Linked DNA regions of Oryctolagus cuniculus: region 2 is linked to region 1. Evidence: chromatin contacts called from public Micro-C data. All regions are on one chromosome and are shown on one strand. Each heading gives the region's core, a stretch centred on a gene start, on an enhancer-like site or on the middle of the called end of the contact. The rest is flanking DNA. Distances are from core to core; before and after follow the strand shown.

What was found. Hi-C and Micro-C count contacts between places; a contact is called where the count stands out from the background.
Region 2: a Micro-C map of ear pinna shows a contact between it and region 1, with 5 times the contacts expected there. The contact joins the promoter of XPOT here to the promoter of SRGAP1 in region 1. A contact is called at or near these places in 4 of 6 Hi-C or Micro-C datasets (ear pinna, embryonic fibroblasts, psoas muscle and 1 more).

Annotation. Positions count from the first base shown.
Region 1 is chr11:66,040,343-66,043,042 of mOryCun1.1, forward strand. It overlaps SRGAP1 (SLIT-ROBO Rho GTPase activating protein 1), which reads left to right and starts at 1,311. Exons shown (of 21, transcript XM_070052569.1): 1 at 1,311-2,153. The coding sequence starts at 2,087.
Region 2 is chr11:66,563,828-66,566,527 of mOryCun1.1, forward strand. XPOT (exportin for tRNA) reads left to right here and starts at 1,397. Exons shown (of 25, transcript XM_051845640.2): 1 at 1,397-1,536.

The DNA of each region.
Region 1 (2,700 bases), core at 61-2,560:
GTATGATGCTCCTCCTTCTCTCTGGATGCAACCCTTTGCCTCCCTGCTTAATCCTCAGCCATCTGTTCATTCCTCAGCCTTTACACCCAGTTCAGACTTGGACTCCCCCGAAGCCCTGACACAAGTGCAGTCCGTTTGTCCTTCTCACTCCCCTTCCCCAAGCCCGGCACTGCTTGTAAACACTTATTGGGCCAGCGCTATGGCATAGCTGTTAAAGTCACTGCCTGCAGTGCCAGCATCCCATGCGGGTGCCAGTTTGAGTCCAGGCTGCTCCACTTTCGATGCAGCTCCCTGCTAATGTGCCTGGAATGCAGAAGATGGCCTGGGTGCTTGGGCCCCTGAACCTACGTGGGATACCTGTAAAAAGCTCCTGTCTGGGTCCTGGTAGCCATTTGGGAAGTGAACCAGAGGATGGAAAACATCTCTCTCTCTCTGCCTCTGAAACTCTGCCTTTCAAAAAGATAAATAAATCTTTTAAAATAATTACTTATTTATCCAACAGACTACGAATCCCCATCTCTGAATCCCTACAGTGCTGTTTGGTGTTTGGCCCGCACGGAGCATTCCCAAGGTGTATCCACTGTATACATGGATGAATGACCACAAATCTCTGAAGATTTCGCAGGGGGAAAAACGTTTGGGTGCTGGACACGCCTTTGGTCACAACCACTTGGACCAATCCGGCTCAGAGTGTGGTTGATAGATGTTCTTCCTGCCCTCGATGGAAAACCTTCGGGCTCCTCTACGGTGCTAAACAGCAGGATCCTACACAATCCAGGCTCGGTTTTCCTACGGGAGCCCGACACCTCGAGGTCCCCCCCCCCCGCCCCCGTCCCCGTCCCCCAGGTTACGGCAACGTCCAGCTCTGGACTTCTCCACGGGATCCTGCAAGGCGCCCTGCCAAGGAGCCCACCCTCGGCCAGGAGGGGGGTTTTCCAGCTGCCGGGGGCAGCGATCCTGGCCTCCGCGCGCCGCACAGGGAGGCGCAGGGGCGCCGCCCACGGCCGCCCGGACCCGGCGCCCGGGGCCCGGCTGCGGTTGGCCACAAGAGGCATCCATCTTCCCAGACGAGCCCGGCGTTTCCTTGCCGAGCGGGCGGGGGCGAGGGCGGGGAAGGGCACTGGCCTCCCGCCCGCCTCTCCCGCGAGCCCTGCCCCGCCTCGCGCAGCCCCGAGCGGCCGCCGCCGCCGCCCGCAGAACGCTGGCTGGGGCGCCCGCGAGCCGCGGGCCGAGCGCGCGTCAACTTTGCTGCCGCCGGGGGCGCGGCTGCCCCGGGTGCGTGCGCGAGTGTGCTGGTCCCCGGCGGCCTCCTGGGGGCAGCCGCGGAAAGGCGGACGAGGAGAAAAGAGGCAGCCTCGGCGCCCCGTGGCCAAGGAGGCAGAGGCCGCTCCCGGCGCCGGCACCGGAGATCTGAAGTCCGCGGGGGCTGCGCCCGGGGCGCCTTCGAACATCGCAGCCGCCACCCTGCGGGTCAGCAGCGGGAACTCGCTCCAGGACCACGGTTTCCCTTCGCCTGCCGGGGCGATCGCAGCCGGGTTTGCAGGCGGCGGAGCATCCCCAGCCCGGGCGGGACCGTTGAGCGCCGGAGCCGGCGGCTGGAGGCAGGAAGGGAGGGTCGAGCGCCCGCCCTCCGCGACTAGCCCTGCCCCGGGCGCCCCGTGCGGGTCTCTAACAATGGTGTGGAGCGCCGGCGCGATCCCCGCGTCCGCCCAGCGCTCGTAGAGGAAGTGGCCCGGCTCCGGGTGGGGAGGGCAGGGAGACGCCCCCCGCCACGCGCTCGCCGGAGTTGGACCGCGCGCGCGTCCGGCCTCTCCGGCCGCGAGCCCCGGGCCCCCGGGGGGGATCGCCCACGGCGGCTCTAGCGCGAGAGTATGGTGCCAGCGCCCGGGTTGATCTAGTCCCCGGCTTGCTCCTGGGTGCCTCCTCCTCCTCCTCCTTCTCCTCCTCCTCCTCCTCCTCTTCCTCCTCCCCTCCCCTCCCTCCTGCCGGCGCCGCCTCGGCTTCTCGGCCGCGGTGGTCCCACTCTCCGCTGCGTGACCACTGAACGGAACTTGCCCACCGCAAGCCAGCCCGGAACAGCCGGAGAATGTCCACCCCGAGCAGATTCAAGAAGGACAAAGAGATCATAGCCGAGTATGAAAGTCAAGTCAAAGGTAAGGATGGGAGCGGCCGCCTGGCTCCTTTTGTGTGCCTTCTTGTCATTGTGTGGGGGAGTTGGGTTTCTAACTTGGTGTCTGCGTGGGAGGAAGGCGGCGAGGGTCAGCCCGAGCCCCGGCCGGGCCACCGGGGCGCTTCCTGCAGCCCAGTCCCCATCCCAATCCCGAGAAACCCACAGGGAGCAGGAGACCGGCTGGCGTCTCCCAGCTGCCGGCCCGAAGCTCTGGTCGGGGGAAGAGACTGCCTTTAACTTAACCACCTTGGGCTGTGCAACTTACCTGGGGAGGCAGGGAGGCAGGCGGCGCCGGTAATCCCAGACCGCTTCCCACCGTGGTTCATTCATTCATTGCTTTTAGAGGATACCATTGTCACAACATGGAATGGAGTCATTTTTGTGAAGTCTGAACACCAAGGGTCTGGAGCCTCGTGGAGTGCGGGCTCGGAGACCTTAGCACGGTTGTCTGTAGGGGCGAGTCACCTCTTTTGTAAAATAGCTTCCCTGACAGTTAACCCAAGCTGTGACTAGTGGAATCTGACTCCTCC
Region 2 (2,700 bases), core at 147-2,646, 520 kb after region 1:
GCAGCTTTATCTGCTGTGCCACAACACCGGCCCCAACTGAAAGATATTTACAATCCTAGGTATTTGAACTACCATGAAGGAAAGGCCAGTCACCAAATTATAGATAAGCTACAGATACTAGATAAGCTATATAAACTTTGTATGATATTTAACATATGAAGTATGTATAAAATCCATGTACAAAGTAAAAAAAAAAAGGCAAGGAAATCCAGTTACAAAACAACATAGTGAATTCTTTTAAGATGAGACAGTGAAATATGCTAAACATATCACACAATGCAAAGCCACTTGAACCAGGATTATTACCGAGCTTCCACAGTCCATAGCTGACCATCACAGCTAATGGAATAATTCATGCAACTCATTTATTGAGTTGTAACTACAGATTGGCACCGGTGTTGGCTCTAAGGGATACACTGAAACACACAGGACAGGAATCCTAGCCCAACATTTTAAACAGTAAGTTAGACATGTGATGCAAAAGTGATTAAAAATATTTTATATATGAGTTGCCTAATGCAGTATCATGCACACGGGATGACTAAATAAATGTAGTTGTAACATTAGTTTTATTCCATTTCTCTCCCTTCCAATTCATACTGTATAGTCAACAATGAGACCTAGAGACTGAGCATTACAGTGTGCCAAACACGTGCATTAGCTCAATTCTCACAGCTCTTGGAACCTGGAACTGAGAAGACCTCAAAAGGTTTGTGTAAAACAGAAGGTTTATTTTGGTGCAAAAGTTTTTTGAAATCCACGCATACTCCCTTCACTAGTACCCCCATTTTAGATATGCAAGTTAAGGAATGCGCCTAAGGGCAACTATGAGGCGGGGCCTGGGACTCAATTCCGTGGAGCTGGAGACTCAGTACCTCTGCGCTGCACTAACATATTAAAAAACTGGACATTTGGTGCCACCAAGAGAACTTAGGAGTCGGGCTTCCTAGGAGTACTCTGCTCCCTTCCCCGTACAATTTAAAACGACGTGCAAAACTTGTCAGCACTCAGCGGATGCTCACACCCCTGAACTCGGGTCACGTGGGACCACACGAAAGGAATTAAACTTCTGCCTCACACGTGATTTGAACCACGTCGCCGACGTTTCCGAAACTCTGTTCTCTAACCTACCAACTGCTGCACGAAGCCTTCACCGAACGCTCGGAGACAACCGGACCGCACGGCTCAAAGGCCTGCCAGGACCCGGGAAGAGCCCTGAGCGTCTCGGGGCCAGATGCTTCGTCCCGGCATGCACCACACAGGCCCGGGCGACCACGCCGCCCGGAAGCGCCGCCTGCCCGTTGCATGCTGGGAGTTGTAGGCCCCCGGCCGCAGCCCGCGGGCGGCCGTCTGTACTCTCCATGAGGCTGCTGGCGCTAGCCCGCGCGGCACCGACGCGGGGAGCGCGCCTCGCGCTGACTCAGCGGCAGCGGCGGCGTTAGCCGGCCCTCGCGCTCTTTCCTTTCCTGGGGCGCCGACCCCGCCCGCCTGCTCGCTGGCTTGCCTGCCCCGCGCCACGCAGGAGAAGGCGACAGGGTACGCGACGCGGTGAGAGGCGCGCGGCCGGCTCGGTCCCCGGCGTTGGCTCTGCTGTCGTGGCGGAGGACTACGGCGACAAGGACGAGGGCCGCTTTCCCTGCGCCCTGCGTGCAGCGCCGCTCCGCTCGGCTCACCGGCCCTGGGCAGTGCAGGCGGACTGGCGAGATGGAGTGATAGGGAAGGTGACTTGGGGCTCGGGGGGCAGTGGGACATGGCTCCGACTGGGTCCGCGCGTGGCTGCGAGGAAGTTGGCCAGGGCGGCCCGGCCCGGGGGAGCCCCGACGCCTGGGAGGGGTGCAGGCCGGGGACCCTCCATGGCGGTGCTGCTTGGGGCCGGGCGGACCAGGTGGGGGCGGGTACGAGCCGTGGCCGCCCGAGGCCGGCTGTTTCATCACCCGAGTTGCCACGAGGCTTCCTTTTGGGGAGAGATCCAGGGAACGGATGAAGACCAGGCCTGCCGACGAGGGTCGGCATCGCCTGTGGCCCCCACCCCAATCATGGTAGTTGGAGCCTGTCCCGCCCATTTCAACGCAAAGACCTCAAACTTGATAAGGTCCTCCCGCCCGCTCTGGGGGAAAGGAGGTAAAGGGTTTTTTCTGCGTAGTAATTTGCCAGCAGGACGCTCCATATCTTCTGCTCCCTTCCTCCCAGTCCTGCAAGAGGAGAGAAGCGTGATGCTTCCCCGTAACCAGAAAAACGAGTACTTTTTGAGAGCGCTAATTAGTGGTTACTGGGGGAAGTTGCGTTTTATGAAAGCGACTTGGCATGGTGTTAAAAGGCTGGAACGATGAACGCCTGGCTTTTGAACCGGTCTTCGGTGGGTGTGGAGGAATTTTCCCGAACTGTTGGATGCCCAGTAGCCGTCCAGAAAAAAAAAAAAAAAAAGTTAGGGTTTAGTAGTTGTGTTGCTGGCCTGCACCTCGGAGAGGTGCCCGATTGAGACCACGCTGTTAACCGGTGTTAGCGGCTGCACAGCCAGGTGTGGCGGTCGAGGGTAGGTGCTCCTGCATAGCCTTGTCTGGGAAGCTTGTCGCTCCTTCTCGCCAAGTGCAGCTTGGCGGTTGTTGGCGCACATGTAGGTGATTGACCACGTTCCGTTGCCTGTGGTTATCCAGGTGCCTTTCCTGTGGCGATTGCTGTGGAACGGACAACTGTAACGAG